2 separate regions of the Cricetulus griseus genome follow, and region 1 is linked to region 2. A link is a contact called in public Hi-C data. All regions are on one chromosome and are shown on one strand. The core of a region is the stretch at or near the end of the contact, and the rest is flanking DNA. Distances in the headings are between cores, read along the strand shown.

Evidence for each region. Hi-C and Micro-C count contacts between places; a contact is called where the count stands out from the background.
Region 1: a Hi-C map of the CHO-K1 cell line shows a contact between it and region 2, with 2.6 times the contacts expected there. The contact joins two enhancer-like sites. A contact is called at or near these places in 2 of 8 Hi-C or Micro-C datasets (the CHO-K1 cell line and fibroblasts).

The regions. Positions count from the first base shown.
Region 1 is chr6:50,147,168-50,154,370 of CriGri-PICRH-1.0, forward strand. All of the region lies in intron 1 of LOC107978476 (a long non-coding RNA gene), which reads left to right. Among named protein-coding and RNA genes, the nearest start is that of Anapc1, 280 kb to the left of the region's middle. Within about 2 kb of position 3,949, at least 3 of the 6 cell types and tissues checked have open chromatin away from gene starts, as enhancers often do. A contact at or near this core is called in the CHO-K1 cell line and fibroblasts, where this site is marked.
Region 2 is chr6:50,055,855-50,062,669 of CriGri-PICRH-1.0, forward strand. No RefSeq gene overlaps it. Among named protein-coding and RNA genes, the nearest start is that of Anapc1, 180 kb to the left of the region's middle. Within about 2 kb of position 5,082, at least 2 of the 6 cell types and tissues checked have open chromatin away from gene starts, as enhancers often do. A contact at or near this core is called in the CHO-K1 cell line and fibroblasts, where this site is marked.

The DNA of each region.
Region 1 (7,203 bases), core at 2,699-5,198, 90 kb after region 2:
CCTCCTCCTCCTTTTTCCTCCTCCTCCTCCTTCTTCTTCTTCGTCTCACTGGCCTGCCACTCAACTGCTGGTCTGGCTGGCAGTGAGCCCCTGCTAATCTCTTGTCTTTACCTCCATAATGACAGGACCCCAAGTATGCACCATCACACTTGGCTTTTAAAGTGTGGATTCTGGGGATTGAGCTCTGGTCTTGCAGGACAAGTACTGCATCATCAGTTCAGCAGCCTGCCCAGCCCTGTCTGTTTCTTAACTCTTCATTTTCCCTGTAGAATGTGTCTCTACTTACTCCAACCATTTCAAGTGCACCCTGCTCCCTGCCCCCGACCTGACTATCAGGGAATAGGTTCCCTCATTACTGGACCCTGTGTTCCAGGTGTGGTTAGATAGTTTTAGGCAATGTGATGACAGAAATCAGGCCACAGGGGTGCCCATCATTTGAAATGGCTGCCACCCACTATGGTATCAGAGACTAGAGGAGCCACTCAGGGCTGGCCCCACCTGGGCTAGGGACAGATTGACAGCTCTGACACTGGAGATTCATCCACTGTCAGGCATGGTGAGCTCTCCTGCCTCTGTGACCATCCTCGGCAGAGTCTGATGAGGACAGCCTATGCATGCCTTACCCATCTGCTGACCAACCATGTGGAGACTCCTATTTCTGCCTAGCAACAAGGAAACAGCTCTTGGGTACCCAGTGAAGTTAAACTATATTCCTGTGGCTTCTCAAAGCATTTGAGGCAGCTCTGTCCAACAAAACCTACAGCAATGGCAACACCCTGTCTGCCCTGCCTGATGTGGTGGCCACAAGTGTTGACATTATGGCCAGTGTGGCCAGGAACTGAACTGGACACTTAATTTCACTTAATTTAAATTTAAATATTCATAGCCATGTGTTGCTGGAAGCTACTGGCTTGGCATACGTACTTTCCCCATGATGTTCCTGGCCCTACTTTCATTTTCCTTGGTTTTAATTACCCACAGTCAAACATGGCCCACCAAATGTTAAGGTTCATAAATAAATAAATCCCAAGCCTTAAACTACAAGTGGATGGGAACAGTGTAATGAAATTTCTCATAGACCTGCTTCATCTTGCCCAGTCCCAAATCCCTCTGTCCAGAGTATCCACACTGTATATACTACTTGCCTGTTAGTCCTTCAGTTGTCATCTGTCATTAGTTACTCCCCGAGCCCTGGCTCCCCACAGCCTTGGTCCTTCTAACTGTAGGGACTGTTCTCACCTTGCCTGTGGGCTCCTTCTCATGGCTCAGGGAAAGGCTCCTTCCTGGGTGTCAGTCCCCTGGGTGGTGTCAATCCCTGAGGCCCCATCCTTGGGTGGTGTCAGTATAGAGGCCCCATGTGGCCCTCTCTTGTGAGGATTCAGCTGTCCAAACTTCAGCACAGCTGCCCTTGTCCTGAATGCAAGGCTAAGGTTATTGGTGACCAACCCCCTCTGCTGGGCTGTCAGGGTTCTCACAGCCTGTCTACATCCTGTGGGGACATGCAAAGCCATTGTCCTCCTTACTGTGTATCTGAGGTGGTGACTTTTTTTTTTTTTAACTTCTACCATCCCTGGTTTAGTCTAGCCTTGGCTCATGTGCAAGTTTGCTGTTCCATTGCTGTGATAAATACCATGACTAACAGCAACTTAGAGAGCAAAGTGTTTATTTCCTCTTACATTTTTTCCAGGTCTCGAACCTGAAGCAAAGACCATGGAGAAGTACTGCTAACTGGCTTGATTTTTTTTCCCCCATTGAGACAGAGTTTAGCTATGTAGCTCTGGCTAGACTAGAGATATGTAAACCAACCTGGCTTCAGACTCTCAGAGTCTGTCCACCTCTGCCTACTGAGTGTTTGGTGATGTATGTGACCATGAGGGGGCCTCGGCTGCCTTTCTAAGATAGCCCAGGTCCACCTGCCTAGGGAACAGTACAACCCTGAGAGTGCTGAGTTCTATTTTAATTAGCAATTGAAAAAATTCCCCCCACAGGTACCCACAGGCTAATCTGATACAGGCAATTTCTCAACCGAGCTTCCTTCTTGTCAGGTGTGTCAAGGTGACCACCAAGACCAGCCACCACAGCTCATGTGTCCTGTATAAAACATGAAGTTGGAGAGACATCCCCTTGACCTCTTCATCAAATAGCCATTTGAATCAGGGGAAGCTGGGGACAGAGCATACAAGGCTGCCCACAAGTTTGCCAATATGTTGACATTTGCAAGTGCCCTTGGGGATACAGGGAATGCCCTTGCTGTGTAAGTGTCAACGTTGGGGACATGTGCAACAGAATGTGTGACATGGGGCAAGGTGGGAATGACTCCGGTGTTCAGCCAACTTCCTCCAGTCATTATCCCTCCTCCCCTGCCTCTCTTTCAACCCTCTCTCTTCAAGTACAGGGCCTTTGGCAGTCAGTTACTCTAGTGACTAACGTCTCTAGTTTGACAGGATCTAGAATATATAGAAGGCAAACTTCAGAGCGCATCTTTGGCAGAGTTCTGAGGTTGGGTTTACAGAGGTGGGGAGACCAACCCTGAATGTTTACATCACTGTTCCACTGGCTGGGATCTGTAGGCTGTGTGTGTGTGTATGTGTGTGTGTGTGTGTGTGTGTGTGTGTGTGTGTGTGTGTGTGTGTGCTCGTGCATCACACTTGTACATGTGCCTTCAGAAGACAAAAGAGGGCTTCAGAACCCCCAAAACTGAAGCTATATGTGGTTGTGAATCACACAATGTACCTCTGGGAACCAGAATCCTTTGCAAGAATACCAAGTGCTTTTCACCACTTAACCATCTCCCTTAGCTTGTGCTGCCTGCTGAGGCTGGACTGACAACTGGGTAGCTCATCTCATTTCCCTGCAGGAAAAGTAATAATTAATTAAATCTAGAAGTTCTAGTCCTTCATTCACCTCATTTGCAGGTTCAAAAAAGACTTCTTGCTTGACTCAAGAGCTGCTGGGAAGGTCAGCTGGAAGTCAGTATGGTAGCCCTGAAGGCCCCTTTCCAGGTAAGGCAGGAGAGACAGCTGTGAGGAGGTGGGGTCTAGGACAGTCTAGATGGCATGGCATCCCCCAGAGGAGGCGGGGATTATGGACAACAAGCTCTGTGGCTGGTCTCCAGTCCCCAGCCCAGTCCCAGAAAGCCACAAGTAGTGAGCTGTCTCCATTAGAGTCAGCATCAGATAGATAAGCTACTGGGGACTAGTGCTCCAGCTCTGAGGGTAACAATCTGTTACGGAGCACCATGTGCTCCATGAGGGACCCAGATCCCCAGAGTCCCCTTAACATAAGTGCTATTTACTGTATCGGGCAGTAAGCCACGCCTGTTGGAGGCTGGCTACAGGTGTGCCTGACCACGCCTGTCAAGGCGTGGTCAAGGTGAGGTCAGGTATGGGCTCTTAAGGAACCATGAGCACAGGGAAGCACCTTCTTCTCCTTCCCTTTCTCCCTGGCTCCGCTGCTCTGGCTTGCGTTTGGCTGGTATTTATCTCAATAAAGATATCTCGGGCTTACGGATTACAGATTGTCTCCTGGACAATGAATATAATCAATGAATATAATATAATTTACAATGAATATAGAATCAATCTCAGCAGCTCAGTGCTTGCTGTCTGCCTGCTGGTGTCTGCCCTGAGGCTCTCGCTGGAGCACTGAACACCCCACTGGAGGGCAGACAGGGCCTGTGGGACTTCCTGGAGGTTCCCTCAGAGCACCTGTGGGTGACATGGGGGTACAGGGAGGTGTTCATGTCTAGCTTGTCTGGTTCTTTCCAGAGACCAGGCTGATGGGCTAAGGAGGTGCAGCATTTATTCGGCAAGAACAGTTTGAGGACTGAGCCTCTGCACTGAGCCGCTTTGCTCTGACTTCTCCTGAGCAGGCACATGGACCCTGATAGAACAGGAAGCAAATGGTTGCTTACTCAGAAGACAGTTGTTAGACAGTTGTTTTCAAGGGAGTGGGAGGGAAGGGAGTAGGAGTCCCAGGCTGTGAGTCACCAGTGAGGGCCTCAGTGTGTGTCTGGGATTGACTGTGTCTCTGAAAATTCATATGCTCCAGCAGCTTAGAACATATCCATATTCTGTGACAGTGTCATCACAGCTGTAACTACCTAGGACAAGGTCTTGTGGAGTGAGGTGAGCCTCCAATCCAATGTGATTGATGACATTAGAAAAAGGAACTTAGGACTGAAGAGATGCTCAGTTAAGAGCACTGGCTGCTTTTTCCAGAAGACCCCAGTTCTATTCCTAGCACTTACATAGCCCACAGCTAGCTGTAACTCCAGTTCCAGGAGCTCCAGCACCCTCTTATGACGTCACTGGGCACCAGGCGCTAATGTGGTGCACACATATATTTGCAGGCAAAACACCCATAGGAAAAGAAAGCAAACAACAACAACAACAACAACAACCAGACAGACGGACATACACACAGGCCCTGACCTGGGAGGTTGGAGGCACCAAGACACATCCAATGCCAGGAGCAGACCCTTCTCTTGGAGGGCACACAGCGAGGCTGAGCCTTTGGTTTTAGATGCTAGCCTGAGAGACAGATACCTGCTGTGTGGAACTGCACAGCCACAGTCCTAGCATATGAACATAGCATGTAGCTCACAGGTGTAGAAGAAGGTCAGAGGACTCCCAGGTCCACCTCAGTGTGAGTCAGCTCCTCAAAAGGTGTCTCCTGATAGTGGAATGCTGTCAGCCTGTTAGCAGGAAGTCTGCTTTGAATATTTAAGTGAATCAAATAGCCTCGCTGTATCTCAGTTTTTCTTAAAAGTAACAACAATTAAAGAAAAAGAGGCTGTGAATTTGAAAGACAGCAAAGGGAGATGGGTACATGGGAGGATTTGAAGGAAGAAAGGAAAGGAACAAAAATGTAATTATATTATCATCTCAAAAAATGAAAATTATGCCAAGTGTTGGTGGCACATGCCTTTAATCCCAGCACTCAGTGAGTTTGAGGTCAGCCTGGTCTCCAGAGCAAGTGCCAGGGTAGGCTCCAAAGCTACACAGAGAAACCCTGTCTTGAAAAAAAAAAAGAAAGAAAATTATTTGTTAAAAGTGGCATGACAATCTGAGACTCAAAAGCAGTATTTGAACTTACATTTGCTAAGGAAAGGGTGGGGATTGAAAACGGAAAGATGTGTCTCATCCTTATTCAGAATGAGGCACTTTCTACTAGACCATAGAATGTGCTCCTCTCTGGGACCATTGGGGGCTCTGAGCCCGGGTCTGGCTCACTCACTGTAGCTCACCTCTCCAGCACCACCCGAACTTTCACCCACTCTGCCACTTTCCTTTCTCTTTCTCCAGTGAGTGCATCTCACTCCTAGATACCATTTCCCCAGGTCAAGGACCAGTCGGTCTCCCAAGGAGAAGCAGCAGCACAGCGGCGGGGGACTTTTGGCTTGTTACCTAGCTGTTAAACAGGAGTGGTGGCGAAGCCTCAGAAGCACGGGTTCCAACAGCACATTCAGAAAAACAGGAACCATCAATTCATGAGAACTTGAAGAGAAAAATAGTTTAAAGAACCGAGAAGGTGCCACATTATAGTGAAAGAGTGTCGGGTTTTAGAAATGACAGAAATGAGCCATGATGGCCTCTCAGGCCCTGCTGAGGCAGTTACACGAGACATAACCGCACACAAACACGGATGTTTCTTATAATATTACAGCATTTACAGGCAAGGAGCTGCTTTCTGAGCATTTCGTGGAAAGTTATTTTAGTCTCAGGAGTAGCCTTCAGCAATGAATATTTTGTCAACGGAGTGAAACTTTGACTTCAAAGCCAAGAAGTGGGGAGCAGGGACTCAGGGCTGGGGTGACCTGTAGGCTGGGTCCCTGCAGGCAGGTTACTGGCTACGTGTTCCCTTTCGCTGGAGTTCAGGAGCCTATAGGTTCTCTGCCCTCTTCAGAAGTTAGGGTGGGGGTGGTACTCGTGTGGCTGAGCAGAGAATGCCTCCCCCAAGGGCTCTCAAACATAGCCGTAAGTATTTAGTAATTTTCTGACTCTAAAATGGAAGTTGTACCCAAAGCAGTACAAAGACAGTATGTGTATAAGATAGGGATGCCTTGCTACTGTAAGGGAACTGCTGAAGAAAAGGGCAGAGGAAGTACCAGGTAAAAGATGCCCCAAGGACAGAGGTGCCCGAGAAGCCGCAACTCCGGGATCTGAGGAAAAGTCAGGGCAGAAAATAGTTCAGCAGGTGAGCAACCCAAAAGACACAGATGCCCAGTGCTGGATGCAGACCAGGCCCAGGCCAGGCCGGATCCTGGGAGACCACTGGGTGCTAAGAAAATCAGATTCAAGTATCTGTGCCCTGAAAGAAGCTAAGCAAAAGCCAGGAGGAAATAGGTCTTATTTTTCTGAATCCCTTAGTAATTAGGGAAATGCAAAGGTAGCCTGACATAAGAAGGGACATACCTACTAAAGAGAGACCCACACTGCAGAAGATGGAGGTTTTGAAGCTATCGGGTATGGCAGATGCTGGAATCTGGGCTGCAGCGATGGAGAGCCAGCCTGGGAGCCACCGCTTGAAGAAGTCTTTCCAGAATGTTCTGTTCCAGAGTTGCTTCCTTGAGAACCTGCAAGCCATTAAGTCCTGTAGTCTCCAGCTCTGAGCCCATGACAGATGTAGGCTAGGTTGGTCTCTGGAACATCTGCTCTGTGTAGTTATGGAAAGGCCTGCAATTGTTCAATGTTGTGTTGACACTGTCTTGAAACTCTGTATGTGTGTATGTGTGTATGTGCACCCATGCCCATGTCTTTGAGTACTCAACTGTGTGTCGTGCAGAGGCCAAAAGTCAACTTTACTGCTCTCCCTCTTATTTTTTTGTGGCAGGGTCTCTGACCCAGCCTGGAGCTTGCCATTTCAGCTAGAATGGCTCACCAGCGAGCTCTCCGGACCTGCCATCTCCTCCCCACTTCCCCCAGCACTGGCATTACAGATTCGAGCTGCCACACCTGACTTCCGACATGGGTTCAACGGCGGCCCCAAACTCAGGTCCTCATGCTGTACAGCAAGCACATCACCCACTAAGCCGTCTCCATCTCCCAGCCCTGTTTGAAACTTACTTTTTAAACATGGAGCTTCGCATATTCTTTTTTTTTTTTCTTTTAAACCTGGGCTCATGCCTAATGTAGCCAGGCCAGGACTTCAGTCCTAATCCCTTTCTTGCTGAGCCTGCATGATGTTCCTGGTCCTCCAGCA
Region 2 (6,815 bases), core at 3,832-6,331:
TGGGGATCAGTTCGGGTCCATGGATTTGGGGGACTTTAAAGTGGGTTTCTGGAATCATCCCAGCCCTTGACAGGAACATTCATGCTTACTAGCCTGCCTCTGGAATGTTCTAGATAGTAAAGAGAGGAAAGAGAGGTCTTGATGGGACAGTTGGCCTCTGTATTCAAGGGCTCTGCACACATGGATTCAACTTGTGTAAAAAATTGTGTTTGTACTGGGCAGTGACAGATTTATTTTCTCACCATTCTTTAAGCAACGTGGTACAACAGCCACTTGCACTTCTGCATCGTATTAGGTGGCATGAGTCATCTGTGTGATTTAAAGTACACAAGGGGGTATTTGTAGATTGAAAGATGACAGTCTGAGACTCTCTTGACACCAAGGTAACTTGTCCAGCTCATGGGATCATTGCCGCATATCTCTGATGAGCCACTTCTTAGTAGAGGTAGCATCGTGGTTTGGGGGACTCCCTCCACTGAGTACTGTGTAGAGCAGTGGTTAGAAACCCCATTACAGATGATTTTCATTATTGATAATCTGTCCTACAAAGGTTTTCACTAAGGGAAACCTTTTTCTGGGGTTGGCCGTTTATTGTAGAATAAACAGCAGTCTGTGAGACTGTGGGTGAATGGAACTTTCCAAAGTGTATATGAACCTTTTAAAAAGAACATTGTTTCTACTTGATGAAAATTTATGTTTGTGGTTGCTTCCCTAAAAAAAATGTTAACCTTTTAGGGTAATCAAACGGATCTGAATCCCCCACCCCCACCCGTGGAATACACATTTTGCATTCTCTGTGCATGGATTACATACATTGGACTTGAATTCCCTAAGGCTGTTTATTTAGAAGACAACTTAACTCATAGGTGTGAAACTGGGTAACCCGTGGGGGTGATTTGGACCTGTGCCATCAGGAGTTGGAGTAGTGCAGGGATGAAAGGGGCAGGACAAACTCCAGCTCTATTACCTACTGGTGGTGGGAATTATGAAGGTAACAAAATTCTGTGTATGTGTGTGCACACCCTTGTGGCTAACTTGTCCATTATTTTGGTGTTTTGTACTTTTCTTTATTTTCATTTTATGTGTGTGTGTATGTGCACCACAAGCATGCAGTACCCTTGAAGGGCAGAAGATGTCAGATCTCTTAGAACTGGAGTTACAGATGGTTGTGAGCTGCCATGTGGGTGCTGGGAGCCAATCCCAGGTCCAGTGCTCCAATCACTGAGCCATCTCTCTAGTCCATGGTTTTGTTACTCCTATGACATAGTATCCATTGGCTTGGAGCTTATCAAGTAAGTTGACTGGTCAATGAGTGCCCCAGGGTATTGCCTATTCTGCCTCTACCTTTCCAGTGTTGTGATTACAAGGCCACCACACCTAGATTTTAAAAACACTTTATATCATCTTATCTTCTTAGCCAGCACTGGGGATCAAACTTAGGTCTTAGTGCTTGCTGCATTTTGCAGCATCTTCCACTTCAACAAGCATAGTCTACATGTACTCCGGTATCCTTGTCTCAACATCAGGGATGGAGATGTTAAAATATGTATCACAGATGTGTGGGATTAACCAGGTTAGTACATTTCTCTGTGCCTGACATTGCCTGGCATGAGGCTTACACTCATCCATGCTACTCAGCAGCAGTGTTGAAGGGGCTGTGGCAATCCCTAGAGGCAGGAGAGTGGTCCACTGCTTCCTCCAGCTCATCTTCAGAGAGAAATTTCTTGGCGGGTGGGGCATGGGACTCTATGTGTACACATTTCTTCCTTTCATTATATCAGGAAAGAATTGGAGATGGTTCAAAACCAAATGGAGGAGGCAAAGGAGTTAAAGTTTTCCGTGTGGCCCGAGCCAGATTTCCTAAACATCTCTGTCTGATACTGAGAGCAGCAGCTGCTCTATTTCAGCCAGAACAGGCACTTGATTCTGCCTGGAAGATTCGATAACTGAGGAATCCGGTCTTGCTTCCTGACTCTGCTGGCAGGCTCTGGTCAGCCTCATTCTCAGCTGGGCTGGGTTTCACTCACCCTCCTGGCAGGTTCTGGTGAAACTCTCTTGCTCCCTGGAGGGTTTTGTTGGTGGTTTTTTTTTTGAGTGTGGGGTAAATCTTTCAACATGCACAGGGAAAATGTAGACTATATGATGACTCAGTTCATCTAAATAAGGGCCTCGAACATGCCAGCACTGAATATGCTCTCGTGCCTCCTCCTAAGAATCACCTCCTTCAGAAGGCAGCTGCTATTCTCACGCTCATGTTTTGGAGCCAACGCCACAGTATGTTCCCTTTGTGGTTGGTGTCTTTCAGACACTAGTCTGTGAGATTCCCCCATAAGGTGGGCAGAGCAGTTATTTCACTGACTAATAGTGTATGCCTTTTCAGTTGTTTGTTGGGGCTGTTTGGCTAGCTCCTTTTGAGAAGGGCCTGGTTATATTGTTACTCCATTGTGACATTAGACTGTCACTCTTTATCTGGTTTAGAGGTATCCTTTATGTATGTTGGATGTGAATTCTTCATTGAATATCATCTTACAGTTAACCTCTCAGCATAAGCTTTTCATTCTCAGAATGGCTTTTATTTTTTCTGAACAGACTTTCTTAATTGTGATGATACCAAATTCGGCAATTCTTTTTAAAAGGGTTATTTTGTAAGAACTAATGTGTATGTGTGTGTGTGTGTATCTGTGTGTGGGTAGACACATATGTGTGCAGGTACCTACAGGGGCTAGATGAGAGCATTGGATTTCCTGGAGCAGGAGTTGCAGACAACTGAGAGCCACCCAACAGGGGTGCTGGGAACCACACTTAGGTCTTCTGCAGGAGCCAGCTGAATCCTATCTTTAATTTGCCTCTTCATGGTTTTCTGTCCTATTGAAAGCCTTTCTCCCAGCTCAAGATTGTAGGATCACTGTTTTAGTCAGGGTTTTTTATTGCTGTGATGAAACACCACAACCAAAAGCAAGTTGGGAAAGAATGGTTTTATTTAGCTTACATTTTGCAGTCTATCAGTGAAGGAAGTCAGCATAGGAACTCAAACAGAGCAGGAACCTGGAAGCCGGAGCTGATGTAGAGGGCACAGAGAGGTTCTGATTACTGGCTTGCTCCTCATGGCTTGCTCAACCTGATTTCTTATAGAACCCGGACCACCAGCCCAAGGCTGGTCCCACCCACAATAGGCTGGGACTTCTCCCATCAATCACTAAGAAAATGCCCTATAGACTTGCCTCTAGCCTGATCTTATGGAGGCATTTTCTTCACTGAGGCTCCCTCCTCTCCAATGACTCTAGTTTGTGTCAAGTTGATGTAACACTAGACAGCACAATTACTTTCCTGAATTATGTGATGGACACTTTGTTTGCTTTGCCCCCCACTTTATGGGAACACTAATACTGGAGCTGGTTTCTGTGCATGGCATCAAGTAGGCATACAGTTCGTTTTTTCTCTATGTGGATATCTGATTGACCTCAAAACGTTTATGGGGGAAAAAATCTTCTTATCCTTTGCAATAGCTGAAGGTCTGTTTCTATTTCAGTTTTCTGTCCTGTTTTTCCTATTTGTTTACATATCCACAACAGACAGCATAATCTTAAGTGCTGTAGTTTCTTTGCAATAGAAATCTTCCAGTTTTGTCCTCCTCCAAGAAGATGTTGGCTCTTTTTATAGACTTGTACTTCTGTGTACTTTAAAGATTTAAAAAAATTTAAATGTCTGCATGGTATGTGTACATGCGCAGTACCAGCAAAGTCCAGAAGAGAGTGTCATACCCCACTAGACCTGATGTTACAGACAATTGTAAGAGCAGCAGTTGCTCTTAACTGCTGAGCCATCCTCAACCCCTGAAAAACAAATTTAAAGATCAAAATAATTTACAGCTTGTTGACTACTAATCTTGCCTTTTTGAAGGAGGGGGCAGGGGAGCTTGTGAGACCTTTATTGAGTCAAACAGTTGCCTGAAATTCTGCATTACATGAGGCCTAGGGGCTCTGGGTAGGACTGGAGGGAGGGCCTCCACCCTCATAGCCATGGGGGAGTCATAATTCATGCTGGGTGATTTAAGGTCACCCATACTCCTGTCCTTAACCCCTCACCCATTGCTCTGTAAATGAGCCTAATACACAGAGAGAACTTCCAGGGAATCTCATCTTGGTTTGTCACGGGGTCCATAGGAGGAAGGGGAAATACTGTTTACCTTTGCCTCCCAGAGAGAAGGAATTTTAACAACACTTCCACCCCCACAGTGATTAAAGGTCTGGCTCCCTAGGTGGTGCTGCTGGGAGGTGGCTGGATCTTAGGGTTCCTGGGTCACTGTGTATTTCTCAGATGATTCCTTAGTAGTTTCTAGAAGGATGGTTATAAACCCCTGAGTTTGGCTCAACCTGGCTCTTTGTGGCTATCTGTGTCAATAGGTATTTCAGACAAGGGGTAGCCTTGCCCAGCCTGTGCTATGATGCTTTGACTTTCAGCTTTCAAAGCTATGAGCCATGCATTCCTTATCCCAGGCTGCAGTGTGTTTGACAACAGTGACTCACAGGCAGGGATGGTGGTTCATACCCATAATCCTAGAGGATGAGGTAGAAGGACTGCTGTAAGCTTGAAGCCAGCCTGAGCTACACAGCAAGTTTCTATCTAATGGGGGAGGGGGCAACAAATTGATACCTTGTCTAAAACAAATAAATAATAGTTCGTTGCTATTTTATTGCAACCAATACCTATTGAAATGTAACTATACATTTTTCTCCTTTCTTATTCTCTTGTCCTGTGCTGCATTTTGTTGAAGGATGATGTCTTTTAACTAATCCTTTCAGAGATGAAGCCTGAGCTGTAAGGTGTGTTATTAATCAGGCACAGCTATTGCATTAATGTCTGCTAAAAATTAACCTGGGCTCCTGTGACCGGTCAATGACAACCATCTATTTTCCCTGCTTATGAGTCTGTGGGTCAGTTGAAATCTGGCTGCTTCTGGTTAGGCTTGGCTCCAGCTCCTGGTCAGATTTGGGCCTGTTCCATGCGTCTAGTTCTGTGAGTTGCAGGCCCTTGGAGCAAATGTTTTTTTTAATAGCAAATCATGGGCGCTCAAGAGGCTGAGCCAAATTGTGCAAACAAACCCCAAGTTGTTGATGACTCAATGATGGCTGAAGGAAGTCACAGAGCCAATCCAGGAGGCACTGGTAGGTGCCACAGCAGAAGGAAGGAGTAGATACAAGAATCCAATTTATTATGATATAACTGTAAATACCTTTTAGTTTTCCAGAAAAATTTTATCAGTTTCATACATATATTTAATGTCATAAGATCATATGCACCCCATTGCCCTCTCTTAACCCCTCCCACTCTTGTTGGTCACCTTCTGTTTCCAACTTGTTCCCCTCCTGCTTCCACGTCTTTCTTAAATGCAGGTCTTGTAGGTTGACACAGAGGCTGTGTGTCCGTGATTGCAATGGTCATATCCTATCCAGGACTATTTCATAGCCCTCCACATCCTCCTACTCATAGTCTTTCTGTGCATGCAACAGTCACTTATTCTAGGCACTTTGACCAACTAGGAGTCTCTGCATTGGTTGCCACCCTCTGCAAAAAGAAGCTTCCCTGGTCCAGGCTGAGAGTAGCACTCTGTCTGTGGAAATACATATCCATATTGAAAGGGCAGTTTTGGTTCATGTTCCATTTAGCAATATATCAGTAGTAAATGCTCCCCTATGGCCTTGGATTTCCCCGGTGATAAACTTTTGACTAGATTTCTAGTACCACCCTCCCAGGGAGCAGGCTTCAAACCTGATCAGATGTGGCAAGTCATCATGCCACTATAGTGGGTACATCTTGCCTGACGGGTCAGTATTAGAGCACACAGGGCCAATGGCTATTTAAGCCTGCTAATGACTTTTCTTTCCCAGCGGCCTGCATAGCACCTTCTGCACCAACTCTTCTCCAGCTTGATTCTTCAGTATCCTGTATATAAAGTGTGTGGTGTCTTTAACAATCAGTGTTAGATTTTTGCTTAAATTAGAAATAAAGAAGAAGAGGAAGCGCAGGATGAGACATAAGATGAGACATATTAGACATATTAACCAGTTTATTATAGGCCTGGCAGAGTAGAGGGACTAAGAAAGAAGGGAAACAGGGTAAATGGCTGACCGTCATGGCCATTCGCCATAGAGAGAGAGAGCGTAAAGAGACAAAGAGAAGAGAAGAGCAGAAGCAGAGAGAAGAGTAGAGAGAGTGTAAATGGGCAGGGGTCTGTCTTTTAAAGGGGTCCTTTGCACCTGTGTGCAGACTTAGTTCCCATGGAACCCTGGGCTGGCCCGGGCACTGCCTGTTCTGCCAGGTAACGGGGGCAGGCCAGCAAAATGCCTGAAACTTTCAATCCCACCTTTACTTATTATTTTAAAAAAGGTGGGTGTTAGACATGGCAGATTAAGGAATAAGGGCATCGAATTCTCAAGACTGCTACCTGCTGAGGTGGAGGTCGTTGACCATCTTTGGCGGACCTGAGAAGGTTGGGGTGCTCCCACGTCCTGGGGTAGCTGATTGTTTCATCGCAGTCCAGGCTGTACAGAACTCCCTGGCGCCTCTTAGACATGGCAAGATGTTGGCAGAGCAGAGGAGAAGGTTAAGTTTAGAAAATTTTTTTTCTTGGGTCCTGTCATTTGAGGGGACGATTGTAAGATGAGGGAGGGATTCCTGAGGAGTCCCAACATGAGGGAAGGGAGTCCTGGGACCAGGGAAAGATTGAATAACTGGAGTGAATCTGACCTGTTTGTTTGGATCCAATTCAGTTCCCTGGAACTTACAAGAATCCTTAGAGTTTGTAGAAACATAAG